2 separate regions of the Mus musculus genome follow, and region 1 is linked to region 2. Evidence: chromatin contacts called from public Hi-C data. All regions are on one chromosome and are shown on one strand. Each heading gives the region's core, a stretch centred on a gene start, on an enhancer-like site or on the middle of the called end of the contact. The rest is flanking DNA. Distances are from core to core; before and after follow the strand shown.

Region 1 (6,082 bases), core at 97-2,596, 120 kb before region 2:
GCCCTTCCTAAGTCTTTGATAGGGCAGCTTTTATTGAACCTGGAAGTGGCTGGGGGTTCAACTTTGTGTTGTTATGCTTGTGTGCAGCACAAGTTTCTACCAGTGGACCCACCTCGCCACCCTTTTCTGAAAAGTCCACCAGAATGTGTATTTATAATAACTACCTAAATATGGATTCAAAGATGTGACTAATTCTAGCAGCTAAACAGTAGCCTTGCAAGGGCAGCCTTGATTGAAAGTCAGCGGAACAAATACAATTAAATAACAGGGTGAAAACAAAACAGTGGCAAACAACAAAACCACACAAGTGTGGAGGGCGGAGAAGTGTTTTTGGGTACTGAATAACTCAGTTTATCATCATACACAGATCCAGGAAGAACGAAATGTGGAGGTTGGGATGCCTTTTACGGCGGAAAAACTGAAAAGCACAAGTATAAAAAAAAGCCTTGGAAATAGTTCTCAGAGTAAAGTAAGATATTCTCCAGGATATACAGACTAACAAAGTGTTTGGAAACGCATAGGTTCCAGGACACTTAAAAAACAAAACAAAACCCTACTATGTGATTTGTAAATCAGAACACCCGCAAACTACCTAAGAGTTCATAAATGGAGACGGAACCCCGCCCCGCGCCCCCACCAACTCAAGCCGAGAGGAGGCGCAGGTCCGCAGGGGCTGGGTCTAGGAGGAAGGAAGCCCTCCAGCCAGACCCTGTCTGGAACGCCCAAGACCCACCATCCCCGGAGCTCGCGGGTGGCTCTGCGCGGGTGGGCGGGGCCCTGCAGGGGGTGTGTCACTCTCGCGGACGCCTGAGCGGGCACACCCGCCCGAACCTTCTCCCTGAGCGAGTCTTCGTCTCACCTCTCCGCAGGGCGGGTGACAGACGCCCATGAGGAGTTGAAGTCCAGCGGATTCCGCCGCCGTCAGGGCGCAGGAACCGCCAAATCCAGCGGCTCCTCATAGTCTCGGAGCCCCGCAGGTCAGCAAGGGGAAGCGGAATACGCGTTGATTTTCGCTGAGGCTTTCGGACAATGAAGTCCTCTCACCATCAGGATGCTGGGAAATGTAGTTTCCGGTCTGTCACCAAAGCACCTACTTGAGAGGTTTTTCTTCTACAAAGCTAGGCCTCTTCACAGAGCCACACTTAACACGACTCAGAGCTTATCCCCCTAGCACATCGCCCTTTTCCCATCTCTTCCCGCCTTTACCGCCCTAAGAAAGCGGGGTCTTGGAGAACCTTCTGGCGCCCATTTGCGGGCGGCGAGTTAGTCCCGCAGCAAGCTTCCCAGACCGAATCCAGCGTAGCAGCATAGCATCATGGGACCCGCAGTCCTTGCTGCTGAGGATTGTGGGGATGAGACCGCGTTGTAGCATCGACCAGTGCCCGTGGAAGTCCAAAGCGTATCACACACTTGCAGTTTCGCGTCTCTCTGCTTGGCCCTCTGGTGCACTGGAGGACCAACTGTTTTAGGCCTTTTCTTCAGGGAAACGAAAATTCTCCATTTCCTGGGTCGGCATTGTTCATGATTTAACATTCTCCAACTTCAGTTACCAAAGTCATTGCCCCACCTGGTAAAACCTTGAAAGCAATGTACTAACTAGTCTGTCGCTTACCCAGATTGCAACTTTGTGGGAATCAGCTACCCACCAGCCACCATTTCAAGCACTGAAGCTCATTAAAAACAAAACTTGGTTCCCACCAGCAAGCACTTTAGTAGATTACACATAGAAGGAAATTAAAATGATTCTGTCGTGGGTACTAGGGACAGAGACAGGAGAGACAGTTCTCCTGGGCTGCCAGGTGGGTCCCTGGTATTCAAGCGAAGCACTCTAGACTTTAAAATATTTTCCAATTTCATTTTCAGAAATATCTGAATGCCAGCTAGGTTTAAAGATTAATAATTCGAAGAACAAAGAAAGAATTCCAACAACAATTTAAGTTCTTACTGTACAGGATTTTTTTCCCAGGCTATGTGGGGATTATAAGGATTTCTGCTCTCCAAGTGAAAGACCCACAACATGAGGACTCCCCCACGTTCTGACTCAGGAGAGGCGACACCCCAAATCACGCATGAGAAACGGTCTTGCTGCAAACTGCAAGAGGACTTTTAATTCAAGAGTGCTCTCGGGACCACAGTAATACACCACGCAGGGGTAGAGGTCCCTGGCGCCCCAAGTAGCTGGGTAAGGGGGTATTTAAAGGAAGAAACCACAACTCAAGGAAGTGGGGAAGGCATTGTTGGAAAATACCAAAGATACCAGTTAAGAGTCAAAAGGAAGTGCAAAGTCACAAGAGTCACAAGGAATACCTGGTAATTGTTCGGGTTATCTCTCAAGACAGTTTCTAAGAGCCCCTAACAATGGCACATTTGCATAGCGGGTTCCAGCAATGGTCAGGGGGGGGGGGTCAGGGTAACTTTCTTTGAATGAACACTCTTTGAACCCAGGAAGCGGTGGGTAGAGGAATGTCTGTTTTATGACTAGCATACCTTGGAGCATTGAGTCACATTCCCAAGCCTGGGCCTAAAGGCCCAGAATTTTGCTTTTATATTTTTTCACAAGAACTTGTAATAGAAAAACAGGAGAAGGTAGAGAATAAGGAAACAGTAATATCTTAGTATCATGTAAGTTTTTAAACAATTAATCTTCTAGTCCAGCTGAGAGTGGGATGTTGGCCATATTTGCAATAGCCAAGCTATAGAGAAAGCCTAGGTGCCCATCAACAAATGAATAAGAATTATTATGTGTACAATGGAGTTTTATTTAGTTATAAAGAAAATCAAGGGCAGGAGAGGTGGCTCAGCCATTAAGAGCATTGACTACTCTTCCAGAGGTCCTGAGTTCAGTTCCCAGAAACCACATGGTGGCTCACAACCGTTTGTAATGGGATCCGATGCTCTTTTCTGGTGTGTCTGAACACAGCTACAGTGTACTCATATACATAATTTTTTAAAAAAGGAAATCAAATTCATGACATTGGGGTGGGAGTGGGGGAACGGGAGAGTATCATATTAAGCAAAGTAAGGCAGATACACAAATACAAACATCCCGTGTGTTTCCTCATATGTGCAATCTAGCGGTGTGTATATGTAAGGCATAAAATAGAAGGGGAGGGACTATTAGGAAAGAGAAAGGGGAGAGTAGCAGGAGCAGGTAATGGGGACTAAACAAGCATAAAGTCATTATACTTTTGAAAAGGAATGCCATTACTAAACCCATCATGTGTACAGTGAATGTACACTAATAAAAGAATTTAGAAAAGATGGGAGAAGTAGGATTCAAACATGTTTTCAAGGATTTCTAGTAAGCAGAGATAATAGGACCCAAAGAGAGGGTTAGAGTGAGCAGGCACAAGTTATTAATCCCGTTCTTATTTGTGGCCTTTGCATACAATGCTTTTGAAGCTTGGAGAAAATTTTCTAATGTATTAGATCAACTTCTTCATAAAAGTCAGATCCCAGTTGAAATGCCTCCTTATTAAGCCTTTATGCCATGTGCACATTTGGTGCTTTAGTTAAGAACACAACCTTTTCCTGTCACGAGCTTATCTATGTCCTTCAGGAGGGTGGTAACCACATCTATTGCTATAGTCTCTAGTGCTTAGCATGGTGCCTGGCCCATAACAAGCCTTTGAAAAATATGCATTAAATGAATCTGTGAGTGATCATAATTTGGTAAAGAAACCTTTAGATGGGGCAAAGGAATACATGGACACTGGGTAGAATTAGAGAAAATAGAGGTGAAAAATGAATGAGTAAAGATTTTGAGTTTCATACAGCAGACTCAAGAAATTTTGAAAGTTTTTGAGCCACAATAAGTTAAGAGTCCATTTAAGTCTCTTCCCAGGAGTATTCACCAATGCGGGCAAAAGCATCATTTCCTGTGCCACTGGTGTGAAGTGGCCTGGGCATTGGAAATGCAGCTTCTCTGAAGTAGGCTAGTTTGTCCATAACTGAAAGGCTGGCAGCTTAGCAGAGGCAATGAGTGCCATTTTATCATCATGAAAGACCACTTTTATTACTTTTTACTTTTGTGCTCATCAAGTTTAGAGAAGTACTATTTTTTGCCAACCGCATATATAATAAAGCCATTACTACTTTTCCAGTTTTCAAGTAATTTGTGCTAAATTACCTCATTAGTGAGTGGGAGAGGAATAGTGCTGATTCAGGGCCACGGTGATAAATACCCAGCAGAAGGCAAAGATACTTGCTGGTTTCTTTGGTGGGCGTCCAGGCTCATCTCTACAATGACATAGCATGTTTAAACATTTGATCGCATATGTGGAAAACATGGGAAGGTTTCTGATCAAGACACACAGCACACACCACAGGACCCCTAGCACACCCAGGACCTTGGGATGACAAGTGAGTGGAACGCAACATCAGCTCCAAAGAATCATGGAGGGTCTTGTGCCAGTAGGAACGGGGACAAAGGAACCCCACCTGACCACAGGGGTTCCAGTCGGGGCCAGTCCCGCCATCTTCTGTGTGAACCTGGCAGAGGGCACCAAGGTCCTCAGAGGACTCTCCATGCCGCAGGACCCCTAGCACACCCAGGACCTCGTGATCACTGGAGAGCACGTGGGCGACAGAAGCAACAGAGCTTCTTGGACAGGGTCCCTTTGGGCCTTCATCCCTAGCCAGCCGGGAGGCAGAGCTGAGACTCAGATCCCTGGGCACCTTCCTTGCCAGATGAGAGTCGGCCTACAAGGGAGGGCTCTGACCCCAGGACTCAGGAGGTGGATCAGAGCTCCAGAATTCTGGACACCTGCCCTGCAAGAGGAGAGCTTGCCTGCAGAGAGTGCTCTGACCACTGGGACTCAGGACAGAGTTGGACTCCCAGGAGTACTGACAGAGGATAACAGAATCACAGGAGGATCAAGCTCCAGCCAGAGACAGCTAGAACATTAACACCAGAGATTACCAGATGGCGAAAGACAAATGTAAGAATCTTACTAACAAAAAACAAGACCACTGGGCATCATGAGAACCCAGTACGCCCACCACGGCGAGTCCTGGATACCTCAACATGCCCAAAAAGCAAGACTCGGATTTAAAATCATATCTCATGATGGTGGTAGAAGATTTTAAGAAGGGCATTAATAACTCATTTAAAAAATACAGGAGAACACTGCTAAACAGGTAGAAGTCCTTAAAGAATTACGGGAAAACACTGCTAAACAGGTAGAAGTCCTTAAAGAGGAAACATAAAAATCCCTTAAAGAATTACAGGAAAACACAACCAAACAGGTGATGGAATTGAACAAAACCATCCAAGATCTAAAAAGTGAAGTTGAAACAAACAAACAAACAAACAAACAAACCAAAAACCAAACAACAACAACAAAAAACCAAACCCAAAGGGAGACAACTCTGGAGATAGAAACCCTAAGGAAGAAATCAGGAACCATAGATGTGAGCATCAGCAACAGAATACAAGAGATGGAAGAGAGAATCTCAGGTGTGTCATGGACACAACAATCAAAGAAAATGCAAAATCCAAAAAGATCCTAACTCAAAACATCCAGGAAATCCAGGACACAATGAGAAGACCACCCCTATGGATAATAGGAGTAGATGAGAATGAAGATTTTCAACTAAAAGGGTCAGCAAATATCTTCAACAAAATTATAGAAGAAAACTTCCCAAACCTAAAGAAAGAGATGCCCATGAACATACAAGAAGCCTACAGAACTCCAAATAGACTGGACCAGAAAAGAAATTCCTCCGGACACATATTAATCAGAACAACAAATGCCCTAAATACAGATGGAATAGTAAAAGCAATAAGGGGAAAAGGTCAAGTAACATATAAAGGCAAGCCTATTAGAATTACACCAGACTTCTCACCAGAGACTATGAAAGCCAGAAGATCCTGGACAGATGTTATACAGACACTAAGAGAACACAAATGCCAGCCCAGGCTACTATACCCAGGCAGACTCTCAATTACCATAGATGGAGAAACCAAAGCATTCCATGACAAAATCAAATTCACACAATATCTTTCCACGAATCCAGCCCTTCAAAGGATAATAAAGGAAAAACTCCAACATAAGGATGGAAACTACAACCTAGAAAAAGC
Region 2 (6,261 bases), core at 673-3,172:
ATGTTTCAAAAACAATCTTCACATCACACTATGGTAATCTACCCATAAGTGCAAACTATGAGTCAAGTAGTTGTTATTTTTTACTTAATTTTCCCACCTGGGAACTCAACTTGGGTCCTCTAGTGCAGCAAGTGTTCTTAACTGCTGAGTTATCTCTCCAGCCCTTAGATTTTTTTTCCCACCCGAATGCTCTTTTAAAATCACTCACATTCCTAAGAGAAACCTTAATATTAACTCTAGTAAAAGTAATTACACAGTGCTATGCTCATGGTGACTTTGGTAGTCAAGGTAACTGCAACAATCTCCTTCTCATTTCATGCCAGTGGTTCATGAGGGAAGTTGTTGTATTGAATGTTATTTTGGAGGACGCTGGGATCAAACGCTGAGCCTTATGAAAGCAACTTTGCTAACTGTGCTACACCTCATACTTAGTATCTTGTTATCAATCATTAAGAATCTGCTGTGAATTAAATTCCCCCAAGACAGGTTTCTCTCTGTATTTAGTCAGTGTTTTGTCAGAGCAGAGAAGGAGACGGAACTCAGGACATCCACAAGAAATTCCCAAAATGTCTTGTTGCCAAAGACATTGTTTTTTTTTTTTTTTTTTAAATCAAAGCTATTATTAGTCTTGAGACAGTGTTAACTGAAGCATCTCCAAGTGGGTTTTGCTCACGATGCTGATTGAGGAGATAGGTCTGGAGGTCTTCAAGGCAGAGACTGCAGGATAGTAACTGTTGTAGACACTGCTCATTTTGAGCCTTAAAACATTCGTTTTTAAGTTTTCTGAAAATATCAGGGAGACAGTTTAATGAGGTAGCATGCTTAATAGCAGGAGATAACTCAGGGCATTTGCTGCTCATGGTTTAGGGCCAGTGGAGAACTGGAAATGAGCTAACTCAGAGAGGAGAGAATCCAGAGCTCTAAACCAAGTGGGTAAGGCAGATAAGAGTACAGGCAGCCTCACCTGGAAGGGTTTGGGGTCTAGCTTCATCAGGCATGGAGCCTATCCTAAGTACAGCATCAGGCAATTTATCGCCTTTTCTTGTAGTACCAGGACACCAAGGAAACTTACCTGTAAAATATTCTCCAAATTCTTGTTCTAGTTTAATCGCCCGGTCATAAGTTTTCTTGGCTTGTTCCTCTGTCAGACGCTTATTCATCTCCCTGAGAAAATGAGGGTTTGATATCAGGACACAAAGAGAGTATACCAAATTTCCACAATTTTACAATGACCCCTACAGGAGGCAGAGTTTAATCCTCGTAGCTGTTAAGGCTTCATCTTGGACCGACCCATTGGTGGAACCATTTCAGCCGCTGAGGGTTAGGTGCTAGGGTGCCCACTCGCCTGGAGGACAGGCTTCATGTGCAGCACAGGGCTGAGGCAAGGCAGAACCTGTCTCCTTGCCATCTGTGGCCTCTGTTTCCTTCCCTGCAGTCCCTAGAGCAGGATTATAAACTTCCTCTCCAGCAGGCCCTAGAGTATTTAAATGGAGTACTATGTGTCCCTTGAGGTTCCTCCTCATCAGAACAAACTGCCCTTCAACGACTTCTCTGTTGTATTTCTAAACTCAAACTTCCTTTGTTGGACATTTCCACATCTCCAAAATACACATAGGGCATGAATTGAAGACACTCTTCCAGAAGTGGTCAGAAGGAGGAAAGATGAACATATATCTGGGTTTGTTAGGTAGCACTATACTCAAGAGAACTAGCCTGGTTTCTTCTCAGGTTCCTCCTTTATAAAAGGATTAATATCTTGCTTTCATCCCTCTTAGGGTTTATTGTTCACCCCCCATGCAAGTCTGGTAAGCAGAAACCCACAGAGCTTCCTGAGGATTATGCAGAGTGGAGCAGATCCCAGAGGAGTTATGTAGCTCTAACTACTCAACTTGTACAAACACTGAGTCATGCCCATAGTGACAAGAACTCTAGACTTCCTGTTCTTGTGACCAAATGACAGCACAAGTGTCTGCTGAGGGACTGGTATACACTGGATACAGAGTCACCAAAAGTGCTGGGACCACAGTATTTCCAAATAGGACTATAACTGAGTTACTTAATCAAATGGTGAACTAGGATAGAGGAGCTTGGTCTAGAAGGATCTCTAATGTAGGGTGAAGGGTACAGTCAGATAGAAGGAATAGCCTCTAATCTTTAATACTATTCTAGGGTCAATGTGGTTGACAGAAAATAGTTGACTATTTTAAGTGGTTAATAGGGATTTAGTGTGATCTCAAGAATGATTCAAAGTAAAGAATGTTCAAGGATTCTGATCTGTCCATTACATTTTGTATTTATGAATCAAAATATTATACCATATCCCATCAACTCATAGAATTACCACTTGTAAATTAAAATGTATTTAAAAGGTAAAAACAAAAAAAAGAAACCATGATGGCTGCTTGATTTTTTGTTCAGGTAGGAAAATGGATTATAAAGGAGTTACGGCTATGACTGTCTTTTCTATTAACCTGGTTTATCATTAACTATATAGAAGAATGTTGTTTGATCTTCTGGTAACTAAAGTGCAATGTAATCTAGTCTCAAGGACAAGAAGGTGGGAAGGAAAATGGATATTTTTCTAATTCTCTCTAAAATCAATTTATTGATTCCTAACCCCATATTGGTATTATCTTCCCAGAGCCTCTAGCACTGAAAGTAGAGGTCCAATCAAATGAAAAGACATTTTTATTGGCTGGGTAGGTACATTTCTGAAAGTATTGGGGCCTTGTATGTCACTTGAACACCAGAGATCCAGGTTTGGAATCCCTAGGCTTAGTCATTCCCTTTCCCAGTGCAAGTTATGGGGGCTTGAAGTGGAGAAGTGGCTTCCTTAAGGTTGTCTATAAAGTAATCAGGAGTTCTACAGTAAAAAATTGAGCCCCTTTCTAAACCACAGTCAACCATGCCATATTATACCAAAGCTTGGTACCTTCTGAAACATGGTTATGTGAAGAAAGAAGTTGGACATGGGTTTCGATGTTACTGAGAACTGAAGTACAAAGTAAGATTTCACTAACCTTTGTTGTTATAAGTATTCTCATTACATTTTACAGAGTTCATACCTAAGCTTTAGGTTCTTTGAGGGAGAAGCCTATGGCTTGTTTATTACCATATGACATGAGCTTGATTCAATAACTGTCAAATGAGTGAGTGGAGGACTAAGTGGTGAATGAGGGAAATAAATATGGTTATGTCATAGATGCCAGTAGAGGAACACACAATGCATCATGGGTTCAAAGCCACAAAAGACCATTAATGGGGATAGGGTACTCAGACACAGGAAAACTTCCCATTGCTATGGGGTAGGTACAGAAGTTCAGGAGGCAGCATATTATGAAACTATCTCTTTCACATACGCCCTTGAATTTGTGTTCCTCTTCAGAGGCAGCTGTGTGCTTGCTCTCTGTGGATGATGAACAGGAGAGGTAATGTGTGTGATGGTGTGTCACTGTCTTGCTGTGACAGCTGCTATGCTCTGGTTCCAGCTGACCGAGCTTTGCTCCTTCCTGGGGAATGGGCAATTCAAGAGAGCATTGCTCCTGAAGTAAAAGCCCCAGGAAAGAGTGAGCCACAAACAGCCTTTAGTAATGAGATTGCACCAGGCTGAGTGTCAGCATCACTGCAGTGGAGATCCATGGGTATGGCTACAGCAAATTATGCCAAGGACACTGTCCTCATTGTGGCATCCAGCCTTTGGCATGCTTAGTTTTCCTTGGTGATAAGTGTCTGTGACAGGGCCCTAAGGCAGAACTGCATGAATCATCTGGTAGTTATGGAAGGAAGTAGATCTTCCATTGAGCACCAGATGGGCTGTCTCCCAGCGTCACACTGGACCAAATGTGCCACTGCTTTTGGTCCCTCAGGCTTTCCTTCCCTAGGAAGTCATCCCTCTCTTGTGTGTTTATGATGTGGATTAATTTCTATTTCTGAAATGAGCTTTTATGATGCTGTTCCCAAGAGGAGAGTGCCACTTTTCTTCTCATAAGATTAACATTGCATGGCTTTGTGTAGCGGTTTACAGATTATAAATCACGTTTATATAATGACATTGTGGTCACTTAACTAACTTTATGAAACACCGCCCACAGAAAAAGTTTAACTCGTGCCGTTAGAACACCATTTTATCATCAATACACATTTCCTATGTGGTAATTGGGGTTAATGTTCTTTATGTTTATTTACTTCCTAGTTTTATTTTTCTGTTTTGTCAAAAACCCTTGTCTACCTTTACTTCTGGGGATGTACTCTGTTTTTAGGATACAACTCTGATGATTTCCCCAGAGGTCAACTATGTGTTTGAAGTTTATCCTCCCAGCTGCCAGTCCAACTACTGTGGTTCAATTTGCAGCTTCGTCCTCAGAGGAGACCAAACAGGTAGCTGATATCCTCAGAAAACAATGGCTTCCATCTCTGGGAATAAGTACCTTCTATTTTTACCATCTTTCCATAAGCATTGTTTTCCAGCGTGCTGTGTATGGTTCAGCCCAACAACATTCTCCCAAGGCTTGGTTTGCCTCTCCTGGAGGCAGTGCTGAAGCCAGGCTCTTGTAACAGAGGCCTTGACCTCATCTCTGGCTTTCTCCAGGAAGCTGCTTATGTGTTTTATGAGGATAACACATTGAATTAGTGGTTCATAAAAAGTAACCCTGTATATTTTGCAATAATAATAATATTTCCTGAGTACTTACTATGTACTAAGGACTAAATGAGCCTCTGTGACATTGTTCAACCTTGTGGAGCTCAAGCAACTCGGGCTAAGATTATATGAAGGATCATTGGTTAAAAGAAAAGTTGGCCTTATTGTCCACTTTTCATGTCTCTGCTTGCTGCCTCTTTGCTCTGCTACCGTTCCCTACAGTAGCCTCACTGCTGTGTGGGAACTGTCAGATCATGGATATCCGCCTAATTTGCTGACTGGTTTGGAAGAGAAGTATTTTACTAGACCTTTGAAAATGCTTTGAAACAACATCAGAACCATGTTGTTCCCACGCTTACGTATTTATATAGATGTGGAGTGATGAATTAAGGATATAGTCATGTCCCTAGGGAAGGCTCTGTGAAGAACCAGTGTCTGCATGTCTTAAGGCAGAGTCAGAATTTTATTAAAGGCAATGTGGAATGTCAATGGAAAATTCTGAAACACTCTTTGTATTCTTTATAAAAAACAAAATAACTCATTTCAAGATTTACCTGTGAAACTGTTCTCAAAGTTAAGAAACAATACAAAGATGATAGTCTTCTGTGATTGATAAAAACTAAAATGGAAACTAAAATAACTGCCCAATCCCTCCATAAACCTCTTAGACCAAATGAAGCTGCTAACAAATAGAAAATGTGAAGGTGAAAACAATTTGTAAAGTAGTGAAGAGTTATTGACTCAAAAAGCTTAATATATATTCAATTAAGTATATATCTGATAATATAAAATATATAAATAATATTTATAAATAAGATGTATAACATATTTATAACAAAATTATATAGTAAATATATTTAACAATATAAAATAATATAAGCATACAATAATATAATACAAAATAATACTTTATAAATCTATTATCTATATGTTAAAAAAGGGAAATGCTTAATGATCGCACTGGCATTCCTATCTGAAAGCCTTTATGACAAACTGCTGTTGCTTGCTGTGTGTTCAGAGCAGGGTTCTAGATGGGGATTTATTCTCTACTTACATCAGAGGTTCCAGAGACTTGGGCTTTATGAAGATGGCAATGGGATAGAGCTGGGCGACTTGTAACCGCTTAATAGCATTTCCTGATACATCAAGTATACAGTGCTTGCCCTGGCAGAAAAATAGGAAATATACCAGGTTAAAAATATCAAGAAAAATGGCCAGTGTCCAATGAAATAAAATAAAGCATGTTTTAGACACAGGTATGAAGCATTAGGTTTCTAAAGACTGGGAAAAAAATCCCACTTGGAAGAATAATTTGAAGTATAAGGTAGGTATTACCGACTGTGTTTTACAGGAGAAAAGACTAAACCTTAGTGACTATTGACCAATGACCCCAAATTCCCTAGTAGGAAGACTGAAGCCCAGCTTTTGAGCATGTGTAGAACTGATAGTCGGAGTAGACATTTCATCATTTTAACCAATGTTAAACCTGGAGGAATGGTGATCATAGGGGCCTTGAGCAATTCTATACACTCATTCAGGGCTTATGTGCATTCTATCTTGATACATACATGATAGAAGGCAGACACAGAAGAAACCTCCTGTTTTATATGGTTCAATGCTGA

What was found. Hi-C and Micro-C count contacts between places; a contact is called where the count stands out from the background.
Region 1: a contact with region 2 is called in a Hi-C map of granulocyte-monocyte progenitors, with 4 times the contacts expected there. The contact joins the promoter of Ccdc90b here to the enhancer-like site in region 2. A contact is called at or near these places in 3 of 39 promoter capture datasets (the C10 cell line and pre-B cells) and 2 of 484 Hi-C or Micro-C datasets (granulocyte-monocyte progenitors and olfactory sensory neurons).

What each region holds. Positions count from the first base shown.
Region 1 is chr7:92,556,413-92,562,494 of GRCm38.p6, reverse strand. It overlaps Ccdc90b (coiled-coil domain containing 90B), which reads right to left and starts at 1,346. Exons shown (of 9, transcript NM_025515.3): 1 at 860-1,346. The coding sequence starts at 959.
Region 2 is chr7:92,437,507-92,443,767 of GRCm38.p6, reverse strand. Dlg2 (discs large MAGUK scaffold protein 2) reads right to left here. Exons shown (of 23, transcript NM_011807.3): 21 at 5,694-5,803; 22 at 1,073-1,164. Among named protein-coding and RNA genes, the nearest start is that of Ccdc90b, 120 kb to the left of the region's middle. Within about 2 kb of position 1,922, at least 65 of the 459 cell types and tissues checked have an H3K27ac peak or open chromatin away from gene starts, as enhancers often do. A contact at or near this core is called in granulocyte-monocyte progenitors, olfactory sensory neurons and pre-B cells, where this site is marked.